Regions from separate parts of the Mus musculus genome. Here region 1 is linked to region 2. Evidence: chromatin contacts called from public HiCAR-type data. All regions are on one chromosome and are shown on one strand. Each heading gives the region's core, a stretch centred on a gene start, on an enhancer-like site or on the middle of the called end of the contact. The rest is flanking DNA. Distances are from core to core; before and after follow the strand shown.

Region 1 (5,272 bases), core at 2,031-4,530, 610 kb after region 2:
GATTCTGGGAATGTAGTTAGGGAATAGCTGTAGGAGACAACGAACACAGCAGCCAGGCCTCACAAATCTCAGGAGAAAACTGACTCTCTGCCACTGGCTGAAAAACGATTGCATTTTTCAATATTATATTCCTCCAGTGGAGACTCAGATTTACCACTACAGAATGTAAAAATCATTGGCCTGAGCCTACTTTTGCAGTTTGGCTGGGTAATTAGGAAAAAAATGTCTACATACACACACACACACACACACACACACACACACAGACACCCCACACCTCCCCACACACCCCCATTCACATACCCCACACACATACATACACACACACACACACACACACACACACATCATACACACAAACGCACACAAAGGCAAATGCCTTTGAAACCAGGTTGTCAGGATTTAAAGACCAGGCAACATTTGACTAAGAAAAATATTTATTTGCAAGAAATGGAAATACAAATGCATTATAATTTCATTTTTCCCCAAACTAAGTACAAGTATACTACAAAGCTTTATTTTATTTTCTATTTTTTTTTTTTTTTGGTATTTAATTAGCTATGATGAAGAATAAGAAGCCATAAGACAGTGCAACAGATCAGTTCACAGACTTGCACTGCACTTGGATTTAAACAATGCTGACTTATCTAGAATCTTTCCAAAGAGAGCAAAATCAGTTGCCATCCTAGGCAAGGAGAGTTCACTGATGCCTGTGGCCCCTCCTGGGCTCTGCTCTGCACTGTGTAGGGAGGGTCACCCACAGGGTGCACTGAGTGTGGGTGTTCCCACAGACTCAGCATGGGCTTCATCTGTGCAGCCACGAGTGCACACCCCGCTGTTGAGCAAAAGACAGAAACAGAAGTGCAGCCTGACCCTGGGTTCCCTTCACCCAGACACAAGGCCTGTGAGCCATGCTCGAAAAAGACAGGATGAGACGGGCATTTCAGAGAGAGCCAAAGAGCTGAGTGCTGCACAGTCAGGCCGCTGCAGTGGGTAGCTCTGTTTCTGCCTAGAGAGGCAAAGACAATCTGTGAGTTCTCAGATAGGACTCCAGAAACTACCATACCTTCCGTGGCCTTTACTTCTCCTAACAATGAGTCACCCTTGCTTTGCATTTCAATCAGGTTCAAAGACTCAAAGCTTACTTACACAATACTCAACATCTTAGAAAAATCGGGAAGATTCCCTTCCTTTTAGAAACCAAGAGAAAATGCGGTCGTCCTGGATTTCAGGCTGTAACAAACAGCAGTTACTGTTTTTCTCCTCGTGCAGAAAGCTGACCTCTTGGCCCAGAGGCACGGAATATTAATTTTCAAATGGGCTAGTGCCTTTGCATCCAGAAAATGCCCCGTGGTAAGGATTTAGAATACCTTTAATCCTGCCTGGCCACATTTTTATGTGATTGCACCTCTATCTATAAAATGGGATTTTCCTAATGGATATAACCCCATTTCTTTTCCCCTGATGGGCAAATCTAATAGTGGCTCACTTTGAGGGAACCATCCCCAAGCCTACGGAGAAAGCCCCCACCCCCAACTTCAACCTAATACTAGCTAGTAATATATGACACCTTCCAGGGACAGGGGATCTCTGCCATCCTGGATTCAGATACAAGGCACATCAGAGGCATGAATAAGTACTTAGGAGAGAGAGAGAGAGAGAGAGAGAGAGAGAGAGAGAGAGAGAGAGTGGAAGGAAAGAGACCTAGCACTAGTACTTGAGTCCTCTGAATGACTACTAAGACTTGTTTTCCAAGTCCTTTTTTATTCTCCAAGATTTCCTCGGCCTTAGGAAACCTGTTCTTCCTTTGTAAAACCGAAAATGTCTAAGGAATGAATGAATGAATGAACCAGAATCTGTGTCTGGCTCCTTCCAGTGGCCTCCTTACTGCTCTCTCCACTCTCTCCTGTGACTGCCTTTGTGGGGTGGAAGCAGAATTTATCCTGGCGGCTCTGCTCTCTGCCTCTGCAGCAAGTGCTCTAATGAAGTGGTTCTCGCTAAGACCCCCGCCGTTAATGGCTCCACAGGTCCTGCCAGGCTGCAAGTGGGAGTGCTAAGCTCTAGTCCAGGTTTCTCAAACACTTGGCTCAGCGGAAACAAATTAGCAACTAAAAGCTTTTTCTCCCATTTCCACCCCTCGTGTTGGCAAGAATCAGGCAGATGTCCACTCCTCAGGTGGGGACAAGATGTCTCCATTTCTCCATGGGGGCTTGCGCACACACTTCACAAGGCTCAGAGGCACTTCTAATTCTGTTCTGCTTTTTCTGGGTCTGAGCACATGGGACGTGAGGGGACACGAAGTGCTGCAAAGAATTTTAACAAGACCTGTAGTGAAAAATGATGGACACAGATTCTGTACCAGCCGGAAGAAGAAAGCAGTCCGATATCCCTGTTGTATGTGGATAACAGTTGCAGGGGCTCTGGGGGCACCCAAGAGGAGCTGGTGCTTAAGACGGGGTGTCTATTAACCTGGTGTGTATAGTTTGTAAACAATGTGGCCCCAAATCTGTCTTCCCAAGGCATGGAATCATTTCTATGAACCGAATGGTTATCTAATTTTGCCTGCACTCATGTTAGATCCCACCCCCACCTCCTGCCAGGAAAGAGCAACTGAGTTCAGCTGTCAAGATTTTTATAGAACACTCTCTTTGCATGAGCTACACTGCAAAGTCCTGACACTTCAGAGGCTCTTCCTCAATGCTGGCGATGGTGATGGCAATGACACCTCCATTTACAGGACCCAAGTTGGGAGCTGTAAAGGGGGTGGGGGGAAGGGGCAACTGGGTTCCTCAGGTCTCATCTAGGGAAAAGAGGCCTTGTTCTCTACATCTTTGCAAGACATCTCCATCACTAAAGTGATTTTAAAAAGAGTAGTGGGGGTGCTGACCTGTTTACAAGGTAGAAAATATAACCAGCGGAATTTGTTCTGGCTTCTCTCTCTAAGTCTAGCAGTCTTTTTTCAAAACTTTTCAAAATTTCAGTCCAAGGTGTTGGGTCAACCACTATTTAAAACCTTCAGACATAACCATAAGGTATTGACTGGTTTGCAGGACAGCTCAGTCAGTGGGAAAAACCAATATCCTAGCCTTAAACTCTGAACAAAAAGTGCACACATCCACTAATTGCTCGCAATCCATCTTGTCTCATGCATCTCTGCTGGGTCCCTTGACTCTACTGAGCATCCCAGACGGCAAGCCAGCAGCAGTAAAGGGCAGAGGGTTTTCTCATAGAGTGGCAGTGTTGGTTGCCGAGAGCTCCTTTAAAGGGCTGTTTGAGTTCTCTGGCTTATGTCCCATGTCTCTTGTTACAGATTCTATTCTGGATGGCTAATTTCTCAGAGACAAAGGGCCCTGCTGTCTGGAGACAGTGACACCCAAAAGAGTAGGTAGAGAGGAAAATAAAGTCCTCTGAGAACTAAGGATGTGACTGGACACTTCCTTCTTCCTCCTCCTGCATGAATGGGGTCTCGACCTCAGCTCTCCAGGGACATCAAGAGACCAAGGTTCAGCTCAGCCAATGCACACATCAGTCTAAATCCCCATTTCAGCTCTCTATGGCAAACCCTTCCTCTCTCATCATGCAAACATTGCCTCACCCTAGGATTTTTCCTGCTTAGGCTCTTTTAGGCATTTCCTAAGTTTATGATGTATAAATATCTGGCACTGTAAAGAGCAGAATGGGCCAGGCCAAGGAAGATCAAGGGAAGAGAGAAGAGAGAAGAGAGAGAGAAGAGAGAGAAAAGGTCACTAGCCACCCTTTTTGTATAGCCCTGGCTATACACCACCCTGTAAGGGAGGGTGGCAGCCCCTTAAACAGGAGGGCTGCCAAGATCACAGTGGCCCTGAGCTTGGCCATCTGCCAGCTGGGAATCCACCACGGTAGGGAGGGAGGAGTGGGGGAAAGGAACATTCCCTAGGATGCCCTGAGCAGACCAAGTAAGGAGCTACTCATGGGGCATGACAGCAAACACTAATGACACCAAATCCTATGTGTGACATAGAAGGCAGGGCCATAATCCCCTTTATACAGGCTCTAATGATCTCAAAGATGATGAAGACAGAGAGGAGAGAGGGAGAGAGAGAGAGAGAGAGAGAGAGAGGAGAGAGAGAGTAAAACTACAGGCCTTTTAGCTGCTGCTAAAAATAAAATACAAAGTGTAAGCACATTTCTTACATAAAATCTTTTACAAGCTGGGGGTGGGGGTGGGGAAACACTTTAAACGAATCTTCTATCTTATACAATAAACGAGCAATTTCCATTTCTTATTTGTATGAAAGAGGAAAGGATTTTTTAAACTACAATTTTTACTTTTTAATCATAAAAAAAAAAAACAACAACAACAACAACAAAAAAAGAGTTTAGGGTTTAGTTATGTCTCTTTGGATGAGCTGCAAAGTATCCAAACCTGACTGTAAAAGGTACCACTGTGGGTGTACAAAAATGACCAACTCCAGCCCCAATTAGTTAAGGCAGGTGGATGGAGGGCAGAAGGGAAGGAGGAAGGTGAGGGAGTGGGGTAAGCAGGTAGGCAGGACAAGCTAGCAAGGGTGTCAGCAACGCTCATTATCCTGGACAGGGCTTTCCTTCTGTGTGGCAGGACCAGAGAGAGGAAGCCATGGAGCCTAGAGCCTGAGTCAGAAGACAGTATCCACCATTCCCATGTATTCATCCATCAGGGGACACATGCCTAAGTGGATTCCGCAACAGCGATGATGTTATAGGTCCCCAATTTTAAAGAAGAAAAGGGGGGAAACAAGGCATCAAGTACAAAGACTAGGGTCCTAGATTCCGGGGACTCTCCTGTTCCAAAGGCCAACAGAAGACTTTGCTGGTTGAAAGGGGAAATCTTTTCACTATGGCCAGCTGGGAGCTTGAGCAAGCTAATAAATACTATTTACAAATGGGGAGGGGAGGCCAGGGAGACAGAGCTATTGTCCTGTGGAGATGCAGGCTGTGTATGAGTGGGTGTGGGGGTGTCCTACAAACAACACAGTGGGCAGGAGAGCCTGGGAGAGAAGAGCCTGATGCCTTCAGGAATTGCACTTGCGGCCTGAAAATATGGTGGGAGCCCCATCTGCCTCTGCAGACATCCAATCAGGACTCCGGGGTACAGGGTGGAGAGAAGACTGCAATGACGCTTTGGTCCTCTCAGTGCAGGGTCACACTGGAGTCCTAGTGAGGAAGGGAGCTCAGGAGTCAGTGCTTTGCCACTCCCTGGCATGTCTGTGGCATGTGTGTGGCTAGAGTCTGGGGTCTCAACTGAACATGAGTC
Region 2 (5,305 bases), core at 1,867-4,366:
GATAATAGTGACAAATAAAATATTACAAGCCAAGTTTACTTGTACAGTTTAAGATTTCCTTTCTACAAGCATCCCAGTCTCTTTTCCCTCCCAATTTCCCACATCCTTTTGGGAGTGGGGTAGATGAGGTCTTCATTGCTTTCTCAGTGATTTTCGAATGCATTTCTATGCACAGTCAGTGCAAGAGAAAAGTCAGTTGAACAATGGTGTGTCAGGGACACTGACTGGCTTAACACTTGGGTATACCGGGTAGAAAATGGAAACATATAATTATTATTTCACTATCTTTCTTGCATAATTGTCATATCTTAACCACACCTAATCACTAGCAGAGATGAGAAATAAATATTTGGCTTTCTCCTTTTCAGCAAGTCTCTTTTTACCTTCCTGAGTCTGTGGGCCAACATTATGGTCTTACACTTAGCAGTGGCTTCCCTACTGACTTCTTCCACCCCGACACAATAGAGAAGACATGTCAATATTTAATATCCTATTTCTGAAATGAGGACTCAGAACATTTGCCATGTTATAGGTGATAGGTAATTATATAGATTGGTTCTGGTAGAAATGCCACATTTCCAATGAGCTCATCACAGTTTTCCACTGCCATACCCGCTAATACTTTAACATCATGTGACCAGTGGAGAAAAAAAAATGTGATTCACAAAATGAGAAGTTTAAACTTTAGGATGTGAAGATTTTTGCATACTAAAGTATAACGTGAATAATTGTTCCTTGTATGCTTCCATATGGATTTTTCTTGGCTTACAAAAAATTATAGACATGGAGTCTTGAGGAAGAGGGAGAGGAAGGATTGTAGGAGCCAGACATCATAAGATAACCCACGGAGGGCTAGAAAGATGGCTCGGTGGTTAAGAGCATTGACTGCTCTTCCAGAGGTCCAGAGTTCAATTCTCAAAAATCACACGATGGCTCACAATGATCTGTAATGGGATCTGATGCCATCTTCCGGTGTCTGAAGAGAGCAATAGTGTGTGTGTGTGTGTGTGTGTGTGTGTGTGTGTGTGTAATCTTTTAAAAAAAAGAAAAGATGAAAAGAAAGAAAGAAAACCTACAGAATCAACTAACCTGGGACAATAGGGACCCACAGAGACTGAACTGACAACCAGGGGACCTGCAGGGGGCTGACCTGGGTCCTCTGTATATGTTACACTTGTGGAACACCTAACATTGGGAGTGGAAGCTGTCTTTTTGCTCCTTTTGGGACCATTTTCCTCCTGCTGAGTTGCCTTGTCCAGCCTTAATATGAGGACAGGCGGCTAGTTTTACTGAAACTTGATACGCCATGCTTGGTTGATATCCATGGGAGGTCTTCCCTTTTCTGCATAGGAAAAGAGGAGGAGTATATGGGGATAGAAGGTGGAGGGGGACTTGGAGCAGATAAGGAGGGGAAACTCTGGTCAGGATATAATATATCAGTGAAGAGTAAATATAAATTATTTTTTTAAAAAGTTATAGACCTCGATGAAATGAAGGCTAAATGTGTTACACTAAATCTATGCTTAAATCCCAATCATTGTATCTCTTGTTATCAATATATCTGGAAACAGAGGCTTTGAAAGATTAATTAAATTAAAATGTAACCTGACTCTGGTGACTAGCATTGATAGAAGAGACAATAAAAGCACAATGAGAACATAGGAGAATAGCATCCATCTACAAGCCAATTGTAGAGGTGTCAGAAGACAGCAGTCTATGAAGACCTTGATTTTTTCAGTCTAGCCTCAAGAAACATGAAGTAAATGCATGCATGTTTATTAAGGTACTGAGTTTGGAATGTTTTCTTATAGTACCACTAGGAAACTAAAATACCACTGAATTAGTGTCAGGCCAGTTAATGTATGTATAGCCTTAAGATCTGCTATAGAGTGAAAATATATGCTTCTTGCTTATTTCAGAAGAAATTTTATTGTAAACATATCTAATTGGTATTGTGAACAACAGAGTCTGGTGCTGAAAAGATGGATCAACAGGCAAAGTGCTCGTTGCAAGAGTACAAACACATGAGCTTGGGTGAGCTTTGTACGGCTGGGCTCTGCAGTGTGTGTCTGTAGTCCCAGCATAGGTTATGTTGGAAACACAGGCAAAGCATAGAGGCTCACTAACAAACCAGCCTAGCCTAACTGGTGATCCTGATTCAGTGAGAGATCCTGTCTAGGCAAGGTAGAGAAGCTAATGAAAAAGACACCTAACCACAACCCCCCATCTATTACATGCACACATATACATATGCATGTGTACACATAAGCACATTAAAATCAAAAGAAGCATACAGAAAGGGAGAATTGGAACTACTAAATGTTTTCTGCCATGTGTAGAATCCAGATCTATGTATGTAGGCATATGATTTATGACATGAAAGCAAGAGAGACTATTTGAGGGTGGGATGTGACAAGAAAGAGATAGGAAAGGTGACAATGGAGATAGCAAGTGAGATACGCAAATCACAGTGCCACGTGTGTATGAAAACACCACAGTCAAATCTATTACTTTGTATTTAACTCTCAATATTCACACTAGAAAATGTCAGAATTTTGTGTTCACTAATATTCACACAAACACATGACATTAGTCTTGTATAGCCATCTCCATGCTGGCACTCCTTGTTCCAAGCAGACGAGACTCAAGTAACCATCTGTAGCACAACAAACACTAGACCTTAATCACCCTCCCTGAATCTTTCACATTCTCTTGACAGCACCCTTCACAGCCGCTGAATTTATTATTCTTGTGTGTCTAGATGAAAGACTGAAAAATAGGAGCTTCTATTTTTCTTTCCAGAATGAAAATAGGTTTAGATTGTCTTACAGAGTGAATATTATGAACACTTTAATATGTGTTCTGTATGTCTAAGCAGGACACCACAGGAACACTTTCACCTGCTCCCAGCCTTTGGATTTCTGGTGAGCTTTTCCATGAATAATGCTTACTCTTCTAGAAAAAGCCTTTGTTTATTCTCTTTCCTTTTGCTGCCTCTGTGTGCTGAACACCAGCCAGTCTGCTTTGATTTCCCCACAGGCTCCCGCCAGCTTTGCATCAGTGCAGAGCTGAGTGGGCCAGCTGGGAGTATGGAGGAGTCCCTCCTGACAGCACTTGTTACCAGGACAGCTGTGCCTCACATCCTGGACAGGCAACAGCGCCTGCACAGATCCCACAGCAGAGCAGAGACAACCTGGTTCTGCCTGGGAGGCCACTGGTATGGCAGGATGGCATGATCTACTGCGCCTCACTGTAGGCCCCTAGTTGGATAAATACAGAACTGAAAGTCATCATTTGGTTTTAATGCAATTACTATGCAAGGAGAAACTTTAAGCCAGGAATTGTTTAATAGGACTCAATCATAAATGGCTCCAAATAGATGTGTCTGGCTGTTTTGAATTATCACAAAACAAAACAAACAAACAAACAAAAAAACCAAAAAGAAAAACAGATTATTGATTTCATTTTTATAAATCTTATATTTTAAAAACTTCTTCTGGGAGTTCTTGGTGTGGAAATCTCAATGTTTGTTTCAAGCTTTGCCATTCACTGACAGAGTAAACTTAAACAAATTGTAACTCCTAGACTGTAAAATATGGTAAAACATCTTTGAGCTGCTGTGAGGATTAAGAGAGACAAGCCATGTTGATGAATTAGCACAACACTTGTCATATATCAAATATCCAATGAATTAAACTGCTTTTATGATATTCGGGAAATGCCAATAAGCTACAAAGAACACAAGAATTAATTCTTGATTCAGAAATTAGAAGGAAGAAATAAAAATCCTTTGGGGAGGAAAACCCCAGGATCCTCAGCACAATAAGTTTTTACTATGAACATTGTTCTATTTTGCTGTCATCCTTAATACTAATTATTATATAGTGCTCTGTGTGCACGGCTAATGAGCCTCCCAAGTGTGGAATTTATCCAAGGAGATGAAAGCAGACATCGAGTAGAGTAAACACCACACATATTTATAGTTCCTTGTCCTTAGGTCTCCCTTTGCAAATATAGGACCAAAATTTCTTGAGTAAGGACAAGATCTAAACACTCAAGAGACCCTTCTTCCTGGTGAGCTTTGAGCAGTGGTATCTCAGCAGAGACTGGAAATCAGGGCATGAACAGCCTATGTGAGCCAGGCCAAGACAGTATAGCTATATATATATATCCTCCATTCTTTTATCCATTCATTCTGGACAAGCCCCATTCACTTATCTCCTGAAGCCTGGAAGATTGGCTTGACTGGTGCAGAGCACATGGACAATGTGTGGAGCAAAGATCAGAAAAAGTCCAGGCAGGAAGGTTCTTGTGAAGGCTGGTAACGATTTAGGTTGTATCTGGAATGCATTACCACTTTTGTATAGGAATCATGGAATCTTGGTTGGAATCTACATAGAGAAGGACCACTTGGAATACAAGAGATCCAGACTCAAACTACTATGTGTGTGTATGTCCCCAGCTCTGCTTATGAAGATGGGATCCCGTCCTAAGTACCTAACATCTCTAAAGCTTTGGCTTCCCCATCTGTGCAACTGGATGTTGCAGGATACACTTTAGGACTTTATGCTTCTCCAGGGGTATCATGTATACACACTTCACTAAGCTATGAACTGCAAGAGTAAGTAACTCATGGCTACAGTTACTTCTGCAGTCACCACAAGTCTTCTGAAAGAAGAGATTTTGAGCCATCTTAAAGTTGGTCATGGTGGTACTCTACCATGCAATACTACCATTAAGGAGAGTAAGGCAAGAGGATTGTGAACTCAGGGCCAAACTGAGTACACAGTGAGTTCTAGGCCACTATGACCCACACAGTCATATGGCTTACAAACAAACAATCAAACAAACAAAAATCCTATATCAACAGAAAGCAGGAAAATCATCTCAAAAATCCTGCACATTTATCAAGCATATCACCTAGAGTCTGCATTTTCATTTTGTCTTTTAAAATAATATTTCCCTTATATTTTGAGAATTTCATGTATATGTACAACATTTCACCATTTCATCTTAACAGCAAGGCTATGTGGTATTTACTGTCAGCATTTGAAGGACAAAACATATCACTTTGACATGAAGGAACAGAAGCAGACATTGAATTGGGTATAATATTATAAGTAGGAAATGAAGCCATAGGTCCTGTCAAAGATTTCAATAAGAAGAATAGCAACAAAATGACAATCTGAGCCAGAACTGAACTGAGAAAGGAGGCATCTCTCTGATCATGAAGAACTCAAGTCCTACCATACCCCATACTGCCTCTTCTGCTGCCCAAGTGGAAGGACTGTGGTCCTCTTCATCT

Evidence for each region. HiCAR-type assays count read pairs that join an accessible place to other places.
Region 1: a HiCAR-type map of astrocytes shows a contact between it and region 2, with 2.3 times the contacts expected there. The contact joins two enhancer-like sites. A contact is called at or near these places in 1 of 484 Hi-C or Micro-C datasets (embryonic stem cells) and 1 of 115 datasets of contacts at active chromatin or transcription factors (astrocytes).

What each region holds. Positions count from the first base shown.
Region 1 is chr6:37,326,836-37,332,107 of GRCm38.p6, forward strand. Creb3l2 (cAMP responsive element binding protein 3-like 2) reads right to left here. Exons shown (of 12, transcript NM_178661.4): 12 at 4,186-5,272. Among named protein-coding and RNA genes, the nearest start is that of Dgki, 29 kb to the left of the region's middle. Within about 2 kb of position 3,281, at least 50 of the 459 cell types and tissues checked have an H3K27ac peak or open chromatin away from gene starts, as enhancers often do. A contact at or near this core is called in astrocytes, where this site is marked.
Region 2 is chr6:36,720,290-36,725,594 of GRCm38.p6, forward strand. The region is part of intron 4 of Ptn (pleiotrophin); the gene reads right to left. Among named protein-coding and RNA genes, the nearest start is that of Ptn, 87 kb to the right of the region's middle. Within about 2 kb of position 3,117, at least 62 of the 459 cell types and tissues checked have an H3K27ac peak or open chromatin away from gene starts, as enhancers often do. A contact at or near this core is called in astrocytes, where this site is marked.